2 separate regions of the Mus musculus genome follow, and region 2 is linked to region 1. The links are chromatin contacts, called in public HiChIP or PLAC-seq maps. All regions are on one chromosome and are shown on one strand. Each heading gives the region's core, a stretch centred on a gene start, on an enhancer-like site or on the middle of the called end of the contact. The rest is flanking DNA. Distances are from core to core; before and after follow the strand shown.

Region 1 (7,722 bases), core at 2,684-5,183:
GATGGCTGAGAACAGATGGGGGGCAGAGGAGGGGCCCTATGAACTGGGGTGGAGCGCCACCACGTGGACTTGGGGAGTGGAACTCCTCACCCCTGTGGATCTCCAGTAAATAGGGCAGAGAATGTTCAGGCTGGCTCTTGGGTCTTGGGGTGGAGGCCTTAGTCCTATTTTCCATAGGCCCCATATGGACTTCACTCCCTTGAACAGTCTTCATCAAGAGGTTCTCAACACACCTTTGCCTCAGACCATGCTGTAGGTTGAGTGTTCAGGTTGCCACTTTATTCTCATTGAAACAGCATTAAGACTCAGGATGGGGGTCAAGTCCTGGGGTAGTGTCATTACACATATTACTGTGGAACTGTTCTTCTGCCAGATGGAGAGTTGTCAATGTCCCCACATCATACACCCCCAGTGCCTGGTACAGGAAGGACTGAGCCTGGAACACAACGTCACTGGATGCCTGCACCTCAAACTTGGACTATCTTGCCTCCAGACAGAAGGAGATTCTGTCCTCTATAAATGATCCATTCTCATGCGTTCTGCAAGAGTAACAGAAAACAGAGCAAAACTCCTGAGCCCACACCCTGGAGATGGACAGTGCCTACTGAGAGGTCAGACCAGCGTCCCAACCGCTCCTCCCAGCCTGTCAGGCAGAGTACAATTATTTGAATGCAGTCAGCAGCAGCAGTGACAAGGTGAACAGGACTCTTGAGTCGGAGTCACAGGACCTCTGCTCATGACAAGCCTACAGATTCAAGACATTAATCCATAAGATCTGTCCAGCCATCATGCTGGGCTGGCGCTACAGGGACCCTCTTGTCTCTGCCTTAGAGCCAGAGCCTGGCAAATCATGTAGCCTCTGGGGACTAAACTTGGGGCTCATGTTTACAGCAGTAGCACTTACCCACCCCGACTAAACCATTTCCCCAGACCAAGACTCTTGGGTTTTAGACACATTTCCTGTCTCTTCCTGTCTTCTTGCTGTTTTCCAGATGGTTCCTAGCTCCAAACTTTCACTACAGTTCAGATTCTTACTGCTTCTGTTTTGTCTTGCCCATGACATCCTTCCTACCAACTTTCTGCCTGCATCTCAGCCTTCATCCCCTGGACAACTCCTTCTTCATCCTCCGGAACTCACTCCTCTAGCAAACATTGACAACTGCAGGACAAGGTACCAAGCACGTATCGGGGGCTTGTAAGGGAAAGTACACAATGATCAGGTGCTGGTAGGAATTTAACTGATTCAGGCTCAGTTCCACGTATAACCAACCCTCTACACCCAATTCACTTACAACCTTGGGCAAACCACCTCCCCCTTTCTGGCCTTAACTTTTTAATCTGTCCGATGAGGCGTCTGGGCCAGTGGGGGGCTCTGACACAGCCTGGGTGGCAGCAGAGCCAAGGTTCAAGGTCACGGCCCCACGTTCTCCCACTGGCTTGCTTTACTCTCCCCAGCCGGGAGGAACATCCTGAACAGCGTTAAGAATAATAAACATGGGCTGATAAACATCAATAGGCCTGGTTGGTGCCAAAAAAGAAAGAGAGAAGACTGTGCTGTGCTGGCTCCCGCTCCCCGGACCATGCTGTAGCTGCCAGCTCCTTAATCATCTGGAGACAGCCGGCCGGCTCCCCTGGCCCCACCCCAGGCCAGGGCAGGCAAAGGCCAGGCCAGGCCAGGCGCAGGAAGCAGCCACCACTGGGTCCTCAGCCACAGGCCAACCTGGTCCAGGACCTCCCTTTGGTTGGGCTCTTAAGGCATTCCTGCTTGTAGCCTCAATGGCTCTCCATGGCCCATGAGACAGAACCTACATATGCTGTCCTGATGTGAATGGGCAAACCCAGCCCTCAGCTCATTCTGTGCCCTCATGGCTCACCTGATCTCACATGACAGCCATGGTTCTCCGGGAACATTAAGCCCTCTCTCCTCTAACACCTCTGTGCTGGAGAAAGCCTGGGTAGATACGGCACCAGAGCTGGCAGAGCCGTGCTAGAAGCTCAATAGATCACTCTCATAGGCTAAGAACTCCTGAGAGAGGAGAGCTCTTACAGAGAACAGGCTCTGGGTCTGCTCAGAGCATAAGTGGTGTCTGAAACCCATCAGTCTGGGCTTAAAATATGTCTGCTACTTGGCTATATGGCTTTAGTCAAGTGACTGAACCTCTCTGTGTCTCAGTTGTCAGTAAAATAAAAACAATGTGAATATAATAATTTGAATAATGATAATGTCTCCCCTTCCAAGTTGCCCTCAGGCTGGCATGGGCTTACTCTTGTGGAGTACTTGGAAGGGAATGGCCATATTTTCTCCAAGGTGCCCGTTTTAATTGATCTTCACACACTATGAACTGTGTCTGCCCTGGATAGCTGTTGGATGGCTAAGTGACTCACTCAGAGATAGATGATAAAGGGCTGTAGACTTACCCCTTCCCATGAAGCCTGGTCACTTGGGTTATGCAGTGAATGTTTTGTGTAGCCAACAGTAAGGTCACAAATCAGGCACCCACCAAGGACAGGGCAGGGCCTGTGCTTCTTGCAAAAGGATGTAGCATGGTTTCACATAGAAGTAGGAAGGGTAGGGAGCTTGTGGGCTTCTGTTGCCTTGGCATCCCAGAGATGCTGGTAAACTCAGTTTGGTGGCTTTGAGCATGTGCTGAGCCATGACGTTCTTGGAGTCAGCAGCGGTCTGGAGAAAGAAGAGTGGTCAAGGCAGGAAGTGACTGATTATGACCAGGACAGACAGCCCTTCAGTCTCTCATCAATGGGTCTCAAGGATATTTCCCAGTGCTGGCAACCTGACACATGAATGAAATTGCACGTCCAAGGGAACCCCCATCTGAGGTCCCCCGGAAGGCTCTAATCAGTATCTTCCAGCCTGCCCGCCTCCCTGGGGAAGCAGTGTCTCCCTGTTTCAGTCCAATTTTCCATGTGAGATTTCCAGAGACACCGACTAGGTCATGTGACAGGAGACATGGTTCAGGGACTTAATGCATTTCTAAAATTCCTAGCTCTATTTCCAGAAGTCTGCTCCCCTGTGCATACCCATTCTGCTCCTAGGCCCGAGCATACCCTTTTATTATGGGTAACAGGCTCCTTGCCAGTGGGGAACAAGGGTCACTGGAAGACGCATGAGTCAGAGTTTTAATAGGTTTATTAACCCTCCTGTCTGAGGTCTTTCTTCTAGAGCATAGTTAACACTCATCCAAAGTGGACTAATGGGAAATGTACCTTGGAGGCAAACACATAGAATCCCATCCACAGTTCCATGTGTCTACAGCTTGTGTGAGCTGGGCAGCATTGGACTTCTGTTCCCAGTAGCTTGGAGATGCAGAGTCTAGGGATGATTGTACTCTGAAGAGATGGTGGGTGGTGGGTAGCCCCTGAGCTAGGAAGGCTGGGTTTCTAGAAGGAGGTGGGATTAACATTGTGAACAAGAGAAGACAGAACTGGGAAGGATGTTTGAGTGTGTGTCTGTCTGTCATTGAGATTACGCCTTTGAACAAATCAGAAGCAGGTTCCCCTAGTGGTGGGACACAGATCTAAGCCAGTGCAGGGTTTAGTGGGTGATGTCTGCGGTGTGTTTCAGCCCAAGTACATCAACACCCCTCTTTCTAGAGCCCTTAGGCAGTGAAGTCAGTGACCTCTGCAACCTGGCACAGAGTCCTGAATTTAGGAGCAGACATGCACCGCAGATTGTGGCTGGTCTAGCCTCCTCCTGTATCTGTGCCCTTCCGTTCTGCCTTCCCGGGGATTTCTGCTTTTCAGGGCATTGCTATGGGTCTAGCTAGGGAAAGGTCAGTGGTTGTAGCCTTGGGTCTTATTAATGGACTCCTGAATGTGGCTAGGGTGCCCTCCTTCAGTATGCAGAGGTACCTCAGGGACAGCTGATTAAACAGCCTGGCACAGTGTCTGCAGTGATTTACAGCCTGCTCCTGCCTGGGAGCTGGGCTCCTGCATTATTCATGGCCCAAAGCCATAAATCTGCCTGGAGCTGGCTGCTGGCTCTGCCTCGGAGGCTGAGGAGGAAGACAGGAGGAGGCAGGAGTGGGAGGGAGGTCTGGATAGGCAAGGTGCTCCAAGGCTTTAAAGAACTTGACCTTGCTCCTCAGGTCCTGTGTCACCTTGTCTACTGCCCCAGAGTTTCAGCTGTGAGATGCCAAGCCCCACCTTGGCTTCTCTGGTCCAGGATCTTCCTCTCTAAACTGGAAGTCTTTAGAGCTGCTGAGACCCAGGGCTGCTGCCACAGAAGTTCTACAGGACTTGAAGACACCAGGCTCACATTTTGTTCCCTTACAAAAGGTCTTCACTTTTATTTTTGAATATTCTACATTATTCTTTGAGAACTTTGTACATGTATACAGTGTATCTTGATCCTAGCTACTCCCAACTCCCCTCTTCCACTACCCCCAGATATCCGCAGTGTGCCCCCTTCCTGGCTTGCTGTTCTCTCCATTCCTTTCTTTTCTTATTTCTCTTTCTTTTGTAACACACTGAGTGTGATCAGTGCTGCCTGCTGGAGTGTTGACTGGTCTTACTGACTTGATCTTGTATAAGTAGCCACAGGTGTGAGACAGGTGACCACAGCTGTGAGACAGGCAACCACAGGTGTGAGACAGGTAACCACAGGTGCGAGACAGGTAACCACAGCTATGAGACAGGCAACCACAGGTGTGAGACAGGTAACCACAGGTGTGAGACAGGGAACCACAGGTGTGAGACAGGGAACCACAGGTGTGAGACAGGTAACCACAGGTGTGAGACAGGTAACCACAGCTGTGAGACAGGCAACCACAGGTGTGAGACAGGTAACCACAGGTGTGAGACAGGGAACCACAGGTGTGAGACAGGGAACCACAGGTGTGAGACAGGTAACCACAGGTGTGAGAAAGGTAACCACAGGTGTGAGACAGGGAACCACAGGTGTGAGACAGGTGACCATAGCTGTATGACAGGTAAACACAGGTGTGAGACAGGTAACCATAGGTGTGAGAAGGTAACCACAGCTGTGAGACAGGTAACCACAGCTGTATTTCAGGTAGCCACAGCTGTGTGACAGGTAACCACAGGTGTGTGACAAGTAACCTCAGGTGTGAGACAGGTAGCCACAGCTGTGTGACAAGTAACCACAGGTGTGAGACAGGTGACCACAGCTGTATTTCAGGTAGCCACAGCTGTGTGACAGGTAACCACAGGTGTGAGACAGGTGACCACAGCTGTATTTCAGGTAGCCACAGCTGTGTGACAGGTAACCACATCTGTGAGACAGGTAACCACAGGTGTGTGACAAGTAACCTCAGGTGTGAGACAGGTAGCCACAGCTGTGTGACAAGTAACCACAGGTGTGAGACAGGTGACCACAGCTGTATTTCAGGTAGTCACAGCTGTGTGACAGGTAATCACAGCTGTGAGACAGGTAACCACAGGTGTGTGACAAGTAACCACAGGTGTGAGAAGGTAACCACAGTTGTGTGACAGGTAACCACGGCTACTGAGTTCATGAGTGCAAAGGCCACACCATGTCGAGAAACCTCATTCATAGCACCCCTCCTCACCCTTGGGCTCTTACGTTCTCTCTGCCCTCTCTTCCGTGGTGTTCCCCAAGTCTTGGTGGGGTAGATAGAGAGGTCCCGGGTAGGGATGAATGCTCAGTCACTTACTCAAAGGACTTTGACTTTTGGGAGTCTCTGCATTAACTACTGCCTACTGCAGAACCAAATTAGGCCACATTTCTCTAGAACAGACTGCCTTGAGTCCAGTCATCAGGCAATGGGGTCCAAACTCTGCCAAGTCCAGATGGAATCTCTGGTGGTCTCTTGTCATGGCTGCTTCTGCCTCACTCTCATATACCCATGTGTGAGAAAACCTGGGGCTAGACACGGCCACAAGTGTGAGGAGAACTGCACAGCTGCTCAAGTTTGAGATGTCAGAAGCACCTGGAGGCTCCTCAAGGACAGACTGCTGGGCCCACTGCCAGGGTCTCAGAAGGGGCCTGAGAATCTGTAGTTCTTGTAAGTTCTTTGTGATGCTAAAGATCATGTGATAAGAAGGGCCACTTTAGTGTAATTTAGCAAAGCCTTGCTTCTTCAAAACCACCCAGCAAGGGCGAGAACCATCCACAAACCATTTGATCCACTCATTCATTCAGCCCATGAAGTGGCCCTGCAGAGCCCTCAATTAGGAGTACAACTATGAAGAGCCAGACACTGGAGCGTGGAGCTCAGTTGCATGGCAAGAGCGCTATGAACAGACTCCAGGTATTGGCTGAGAGTTGAATCAAGAAGCTTGCTAAACTCAGCTCCAGTCCTGGGGTGGGGAGTCTATAGCCAGCTTCTCCCAGCAGTGACCTAAATGAGTAGAGAAGTCTGTATACTTTGTATCTGGCTGACTGAAGAAACAGAAACATGATGAGCTATAGTCAAATCTGAAGGTATCACTGCCCTGAGAGGAGACTCCTACAGATTCTGAGGTTACAAGCTCTCAGGTAGGGACACAAAGGTCTTACTTAAAATAATTTTTAGAGTTTTGTTATGGCTATAAATTGTGCTTACAGTTGACACAAATGGTGTACTATGATTACAGTCCATTCTTAGGACTTTTCATTTTCCTGAAGTTGGTAATTGCCTTGGTTTTTTTTCTCCACTTGCTTACATTTTGTTGGGCATCTAAGGTATTTCATATTTCCCAAGATGTGTAAAATATCATTCGTACAGCTTTATGATTGGTCAAACCTACTAGATAATTTGTTGTTTTCAGTTTGAGTTGTATCTGTTTGGGACTTGTGCTTGTGTTCTGTCTTGTCCCACTCTTTCCATGGCTTCTGTATAGCTTCATCCCTCCTCCCTCATTAAGACCCTGACCTTCTCTAGGTTCCCCACCCCCACCCCCACCCCCACACTGTTTGCTTATTCAGTCACATAAGGCTTCCTCCTTAGGGTCTCTGGCTTTGACAGTGCATTTGTTCTGTTAGCTTTGTGAGAAATGGAGCCACAGAGAAAATTCGGGGAGACGCAGAATGCCAGGGGCTGCTTTACTTCTGCTTGTAGATGAGGTTGAGTTTTTCCATCCTTTGGACTGCCTTTTTTCTCAAGGAGCAGTCAGCATCCTTTCTGTGTCCGTGTTATTCTAAAACACAGCAGTGGGTCCTAGGGTGGGGTTTTGTTGTTTGTTTTTAAACTGAACTTCAATTTGGAGAGTTTCTTTCTTCAATCATAGAAAGTTTTCTTGTGGTCATATGGTCCCTTCCTTGCCTTTCTCCTTTCTTTCTCCCTCTCTTTTTCACTTCTTCTCCTCCTTACCTCTATCTCTGTCTCCTCTACACACACACACACACACACACGCACACACACACAAACACACATGCACACACACAAACACACACACACAAGTGTGTGTGTGCATGCATACAGACATACACACACACACACACACAGGCATGCACACACACACACACACACACACACACACACACACACACACACGCACACACTTTTTCCTGTCTTCTCCCCTCCCCTCTTTTCCTTTCCTCACCCTCATTCTTTTTTATAGTTATATTTCTACCATTTTCCCTCTTTACCCTATGCCTACGTGTTGGAAATGTCATCTTCTGAATTTGCTAATTTTGGGGTCTTCTTCTACTACTATTGCTACTGCTTTATTACAAAAATTACTTTAAAAATGAATCCTCCAACTATCCCTATGACACTTTATTACACACCCAGCCCTCAGTGG
Region 2 (7,722 bases), core at 1,373-3,872, 620 kb after region 1:
CACCAGGACAGAATATATGTGTAGACACCGATACACAGGAGAGAAATCCACCAAGTCTTGAGCCCCAGGTACCTAGAAACATACAATTACAAAAATATCACATAAAGTTATTATGGGGAAAACTGCGCTCACTTTATTTTTACTACTCAAGCAGTGATTTGTTTTCCAAGCCAACTCTATAAGTGGAAGATTCAAAAGAATCATGTTATCAGGCTGAAGAGATGACTCCCCAATTAAGAGTGCTTGCTGCTCTTTCAGAAGACCTGAATTTAGTTCTCAACACCTATATAATATAATTCATAACCACCAGCAACTACAGTTCCAGGATCTACAACACCCTCTTCTGGCCTCCATGAGTACCCATACATAGTTGGCACACACGTACAGAGACATACATACACATAAATAAAAAATAAATAAACCTTAAAATCATGTTCTCAAGTAGGAAGCACACTTGTAATCTTAGTACTTGGGAGGATGCAGGAGGGTCATGAATTCAAGGTCATTTTAGGTACATGAAATTCTGTCTCAAAATATGAGAGAGAGAGAGAGAGAGAGAGAGAGAGAGAGAGAGAGAGATCCCCAAAATCTTAGTTCTTTTCCCCTAGTCACAAGACTAATAACCTTGCTGACAGAGTACAGGTGGCAGAGTCCAACAGAGATGAGATGGCAAACCTGTTGCCTCTACCTTCAGAGACACATGTGAGCCAAGGGCCACCAGGGAAAGTGCGAAGATGGAACTGTGACTTTAGTGACCCAATTCTCCCAAAGTGCATGGAGTTTATATAAAGCCAAGTTTCAGTGGTCAAAGCCAAACTTGCTACTCAAGATGGATGTTTTAAAATGGCCAGTTATTAAAGGGTACAAGTATTAAAATTCTTAAGTTCTATATTTCATCAAAATAAAGAAGTAACACAGAAAGGAGGAGACACCTTATTAAAAATGAGGTGACATGTGGAAAAGCCAAACCAAGAAGTTACTTGAGGATTTTAACGTGAATAATGAATGATATGTTGACCAAACTGGTACACATTAAAATAAAAAGTAAGAATTGAGTGAGAACTGAAATCAACTCTCAGGATTCAGAGTTTGTTGGTGGCCTGACAAGAAGCCGGTCAGAGCTAACTGTGATCTACAGTTCCTCAACTAAGGAAGGAAGCTGTCATTTGTCATACACAGATTCAATAAGAATAAACAGGGACCTGAAAATACATACTAAACAAAATGAAACGAAAAGGGAGAGAAAGTGGAAAAGGTCCATAAGTAATTACAATAAAGACCTGGCTGGTTTTTCCTGTGGCAATGGTAACTAGGTACATCACCAGCACAAAAAGAGAACAGATACATCTAAGCTGAGTTAGGCTGGCTCATGGTTGCAGAGCTGGCTCCCTTTCTTTCCTAAAGCAAACACTATCTCTTCCTCAGAGCACAACTTCTCTAACCAGGACTTTTCTCATAATCAAATGGCCTTGCTCTATACAGCAACTGCAATGCTCGCTGGCTGGTCACCTGGCACTCTACCTTCTGCTCCACTCCACCAGGCAAATCTTAGGTATCCCATACCTAATGAAGCTTCTGCTGTGAGAGCCAAGAGGCTCTGCCATGGGATCTCTTATTTCAAGTGACCACTCACCTCTATATAATAGCAGCATGGAAACTTTAAGGAAATTTATCTTGCCAGAAAAAAAAAAAAGGAGCTAAACACTAGGTAAACACAACATCAAAAGAAAAAACTGAAGATTTATAACAAAATTTAAACTACATAAAAATAATGTATGGACATGAAAAAAGACAAAGAAAATACACAGAGTAAAAATGGTATACAAGAAATGAATTGTTTATTTAGAACAATGTGGTCACTTATGATATATATAAAAGGATGAGAATTTTCTTGCCTAATTCTGAGCAGCACCTTCTGCCACAGCCTTGTTTCACAGGGTCTTCATACAGTTTGTTTATTTAGGTTCACTTTGTCAGAGAACCAGTTTCTCCCAAAAAAGGAACCCACAGGAAGCCATTCTCAGGCAGGACCTTGGCCATTGACCTGTCAGTGCCATCCTTACAGAATGAACAGCAATAGTAAGGGGCAGTTCCCTAGAGAACCACGAAAAATAAGCTTGCAGGCCTTTTAGCAAAAAAGGACATTGTTGCTAATGGTTAGGACTGGTCTATCTCCACGCATGTTTTCTAAAAGCTACCTCATACAAGATGGCAAAGTTCTATCCTGTCATCTGCAGCAAATCTGTTTTCTGTCTGTTTATAGTGTCCAGAACTATAGGTATTTGATCTAATATTTCATGGTCCTGAAACGAACATATAGAAATTATCCTAAGTACATGCATACCTGTCCGTTTGGAAAGCTCGAGACAGAGAGAGAGAGAGAGAGAGAAAGAGAGAGAGAGAGAGAGAGAGAGAGAGAGAGAGAGAGAGAGAGAGAGAGAGAACGCTAGGCAAAAAGTAAAGGAACAAAAAGAGGCTCCTGCTCTCCCTCCTCCACAAACAGCCCAGTATTTAGAAAGCCTTTCCCCCCTGCTCCCCTCTGAGAGCACACTAGGAGTGAGCACTGTGAAGAGTCAGAGAGTGCTGTGAGGATAGAGGCATGTCAAGTATGCACTGACTCATGCTGCTTTGAGCTGGATGTGTTTTCTCTGCTTCTGCTAATGAAAAAGAATCACTTACATCTACAGAAGGGAAGAGGGAAGAGCAACAAGCACTGCGTGAAGGAATGTCACCCTTCTGCAAGATGGAATGTGCTTTCCAAAATCTAAAAACACCGGTGGAGGAGAGCTCTGGGACAAGCAACTGCCTGGTGCACTAGCAGCAGCTTGTCTGGCCTCTAAGCTGCTCTAGTTCACAGGTTCTTCCTCCCTCCTTCCTTCACCTCCCCTCCCCTGGAGTTGCAAGGAATGATTCAAGCAGATTTAGGTTTCATCAGGGAGGGGTCCAAGGACACTTTCCTAAGCTAACAATGACTGCCTCTAATGGTTTCTGTCTCCTAACAAAAGCCATGACTCTTTTATCAGCGTCATCTAATTTTTCCTTTCCAAAGTAAATAACAGGGCCCTTGCATTTTACACATGTCCAAATTTGACAAATCATTATCCACGGAGACTGGAACTGATAAGAGATAACTTTGTGGTGGGACCCTGTCATTTCCTATTATAAAGACTTTCTTTGGGGCTACAAAAACATGATTAAAATAGTTAAACATTTCCTGTGCCTGGCAGTCAGGAACTCAAGACATTAAGACCCTGGAGTCTGTATTTTTCTAGAAGTTCAAATAGACCTAGGAAGATACCAGCAGTGACCACAAACAGTACACAGGGCACAGCCATGCATTGTATCTATTGCTAAGAACTTATATGAAATCACTTCATCACCAAGGACAGCAGCTGTCTAACTGCCTGAACAGTTCTAGGAGCAGTAAATGCCTCCCACCAGCCAAATACTTAGGATTTTCTAAAAAAAAGGAACCATTGGTAAGATTTTAGATGTTGTAGCTATGATTTGTACCCCCAGAGAATGTCATATAAGTTAAGAAACAAGCATTTTTAACAATACAAATAATAGCTATTAAAAGGGATGTTAGAGCAACTGAACACAGGAGCAAACAGGGAAACAATTACTTCATGTTAGTTCCATTTCACAATTATACAGACAATAACAGTTTCAACTAAGCCAATACTTTCCAACTGTTGTCTGAGTACTTGTTGAACATCACTTACATATGATGTGCATGCCCCAGTATCCAGCACACAAGCTACTCTATAAAGGACCAAAATGACTCAAGGGCAAAAGAGAATACAGGATAAGAAAAGCAAATGTATAAATGGAATTAATAAAACCTGAAAATGATCTTGTATCTACAAAGATATTATTTCTTGAAGATTTGAAGATTTAGAGTAAATGTGGACTATCACACAGTCAAGAAGAAAAGAATTAACATCTCCGATCATAAAACTGTTTGAGAAAGGCCAGGAGAGGATGGATTTATATGCTATCTTTTCCTTCTTTAATAGATCTTGCTTCAGGTAAAAGGAGAATGGAGAATGGGTGGTGGAAAGTCTCATCAAGCATAAGGAGGCACTATTACACATAAAGGAAGATTTCTGACTTAAAGTTAGCGATGCCACTCAAGCTTCAGCTAATGTTTCACTTAATACTTCCCTAGTCATCACTTCCCAGAAAGAGTCTTGGTAAGTAACTACCTCTGTTTTACACACTTACTAAGCAAAGCTAGTTAAGGTTGGGTGTCCTGGCAAGGCCAGGAGGCTAAGGCAGAAGGACCTGGAGTTTGAAACCAACCTAGACTACATCCCAAAATCTTGTCTCAAAAACAAAAATCTGTACACAAACTTATCTAACCTGATAAATGTTCCTGCTTTGTTGCTGAATAAGTGTAGTCTTATACAAGGGAAACTAAATACAAGAGAGAGTTCCTTTCTTCTCTGCATCCCAAAGCAACAAATGGATTATGGTTCCCCTGCACTGCTCATAAACACAGAACATTAGTCCACTCTAACTTTGCCGTTCACACTTTGCCTCAGAAGACAAGCACACAAATATCTGCTCTCCTCACCCTTGTGCACATTCCTCAGTTATTTTTCTCTTAAGAAACCTTTCAAAGTAGATGGACTGAACAAAAGGAGGCTCAAAGGAATTTAGGTATGTTTCTCACTAATTATTTGAGCCATTTTCCACCTTCAAAATCCTTCTGATTGCCACTACACACAAAGCAATTTCTTGGTATTGGTAAATGAGTGCAGGAACCAGGGCTTATTTCTAAGCATTAGATGGATCTGAAGTCATTAACTCTACCAGGCATTCTCTTCAGGGAGCAAACAATAAATGATTAGCTAGATAGAATAGGCCTTTGCATTCAGAAATTCAACTGAAGCTGCCCACATTACGTTTGGAAGCCAGGAAATACCTGCAGACATTTTTCACCAGGATGCTTTCTAAACTACTTTGCTTCCAGAAGTTCAGAGAAAATTAAGATAAAATTCATTTGACCATAGGCTCTCATAAAGAAGACTAGACATCACAGACTAACAAACCAGGAGGAAGCAGAAGTCATGTAAGTAAAATGATGCTCTAAGCTTTGACCAGAGCTCAGTCCTGAAAAGTTAGAATTCCCTTATAAAGTTGCTCTAAAATAATTAGGAACCTTTATGAGAAATCCCTAAAAGGGCTAACATTTAAGTTGTTCAAGTATTTGTCCTAAACATAAGAAGTTTAAAAAAAATGAACATTTTTCCCTTATTGAGACACTGTAAAACCTCTGTGGCTAAAACCAAAGGATAATCTCTTCAAGATTCTCAGCTTCGGTCTGAAAACCTCAACAGTCTTTATTTAACTAGAGTCCAGTTCATGTAGATACTCAAAATCATTAGGGACGGGGTAGGTTAACAGTAAACTCGATACTGAACACAAAAGGCTGAAGAAATCAGGGTGAAAAAAAATGTGCAGAAACAACTGCTACAGCACTCTATATATAAGGTCCTTGTCCCCATAACATAGTCCTAAAAATCTGCATATTGAAGGGGGTGGTGGGAAAAAAAGGGAAGAGAATGGGGTAGAAAGAGGAAAAGCAAAAAGCAGAATAGTAGGTAACAAAAAGAGATACAACACTTTCACAGGTCGGCTCTAGTTTAAAAATCATTTTAAAAATGAAAAGACATGAGGCAACTTCACCCACCATTCCAGGGATAAAAACGAAACCTATACCAAGATGCCACTCTTCCTGTGAAAGTGGGAAAAAAAACTGAAAAGAAACCATCTTAGAAAAAAACTGAAAAGATATATTTTTTTTAATCTCTGTTAAGGTAAATAGTAAATAGATGTGAGTGTAGGATCCTTACGTAGGATCTCAAGACCAGACAGGATACAACAACTTCAGGATAAATGTGCAAGGTGTCTTCCAGAACAACTGGCTTATTTTACATATCCACACCAGTGTCTCATGACACAGTGACATATGACAGTCTTGCCAGTACTGTTTTTGCTGGTATACTTTTAATATACCTACTGTAATAGGTGTGAAGTTGAAACAACATTTTTATAAGAAAATGTTAGAAATCACTATGCTTCCATGTATGGACTGACCCACTGAACTAAACTAAACTACACTACATACAAAAAGGAACCCTTCCTATTCAGTAGTGAAGTTAGAATGAGAAGAGTTTCCATGAACCAACATGGTCTTCAGAGAATATTTTCACATGAAAAAATATGTATTATGCTATATAACATTATGAATAATAAAAGACACATATATGCACTAATAATGCTGGCAATGCAGAGGCTAAGCAGAAGGGGGCAAAGGATGGGGATGGAGAAGGGATTTCACACAATACAACTTCTCATGTAACTCTGCCTTTTGAAGCAGGTTTATACTCAAAAATTTTAACTGCTAAGGTTGGAGGGAGCCTAAAATACTATTAGACAGATTTAACCCACATAAAAATTAACTAGAATGTGACATGCACGCCTGCCTGAAGATACAGGAACATTGCAAGAATAACCTGTGATGGAGGACATAACTGGGGGATCTGCATGTGGGCTGCTTATTCGGTAGCAGCACTGTTCAAAGATGAGTTTCTGAATACGATCACTATGTTGCAATGAAATCAAGGAATGCCATTCTCAAGAAACAATATGGCCTTTGCCATTTTCTCCTCAGCAGCTCCGTTCAGGGAGAGGAAACATACGTGGCCAGGTCTTTCAATAATGATTTCACAGAAAGGAGATAAGCAACACATATATTCTAAGTGATGTGTCTGGAAGAACGTAAATAAGATGTTTAAAATATGCTCTAGCCGGGCGTGGTGGCGCACACCTTTAATCCCAGCACTCGGGAGGCAGAGGCAGGCAGATTTCTGAGTTTGAGGCCAGCCTGGTCTACAAAGTGAGTGCCAGGACAGCCAGGGCTACACAGAGAAACCCTGTCTCGAAAAACAAAAACAAAAACAAAAACTTTTTATGCTCTAAAGTTTCCATTCACCCTTCTAATGCTCCTTTTGTCACCTGGTTATGTGTACAAACACCTGCTTTACATCTAACTATAAGCATATATAATGTTGGGAGCACATGAGAAAGGCTGCTATCATTTCACAGTGTACTCTGCTAATCAAAAGATATCACAAAAGAAATACCTAGGGCTGCTAATCAGTATGATAAAACACTATCTTCTCATCCCTCATTTTTGGATGAAGAGCTAATATAGACAATATCATATTTCCCTCAGAAAGAGGGTAAGGCAATGACTGGCAGCTACTGCTTGCAGGCAGGCAGTCCACGGAGAGTCTGCCACCGTGCTGCTGGGGTTCAGTCTACTACTTCCTATGATGAGGAAGAGTCTCAAGTAGAAAAGTCCTGACTTTTATGTAAATTCGCTTAGGAAGTGACACCTGCCCCTGCTCAGGAGTAGGCAGCCAGTCCAAATTGAACTCTATGGGCTTTTGTTTATTGTTCATTGTCTTTCTGTTTTGTTTCATATTTTTAGACAGAAAAACAAAATAAAATTGAGTGCAAAGGAAGATGGAGAACATTATCTGAGAAGAGCTGGAGGAGGGATAAATATGATCAAATATTGTATGAAATTCTCAACATAATGACTAAAACATTATTTTATAAATTATGTATTTATTTTTATTTTATGTGTATAGGTATTTTGCCTGCATGTATGTCTGTGCATCACATGCATGCAGTGCCTGAGAAAAC

The links. HiChIP or PLAC-seq counts read pairs in DNA pulled down with a chosen protein or histone mark.
Region 2: a contact with region 1 is called in a FOXA1 HiChIP or PLAC-seq map of pancreatic cancer cells. The contact joins two enhancer-like sites. A contact is called at or near these places in 2 of 115 datasets of contacts at active chromatin or transcription factors (the NIH/3T3 cell line and pancreatic cancer cells).

What each region holds. Positions count from the first base shown.
Region 1 is chr6:84,269,163-84,276,884 of GRCm38.p6, forward strand. No RefSeq gene overlaps it. Among named protein-coding and RNA genes, the nearest start is that of Gm10445, 150 kb to the right of the region's middle. Within about 2 kb of position 3,934, at least 63 of the 459 cell types and tissues checked have an H3K27ac peak or open chromatin away from gene starts, as enhancers often do. A contact at or near this core is called in pancreatic cancer cells, where this site is marked.
Region 2 is chr6:84,890,514-84,898,235 of GRCm38.p6, forward strand. It overlaps Exoc6b (exocyst complex component 6B), which reads right to left. Exons shown (of 22, transcript NM_177077.2): 8 at 4-72. Among named protein-coding and RNA genes, the nearest start is that of Exoc6b, 180 kb to the right of the region's middle. Within about 2 kb of position 2,623, at least 69 of the 459 cell types and tissues checked have an H3K27ac peak or open chromatin away from gene starts, as enhancers often do. A contact at or near this core is called in pancreatic cancer cells, where this site is marked.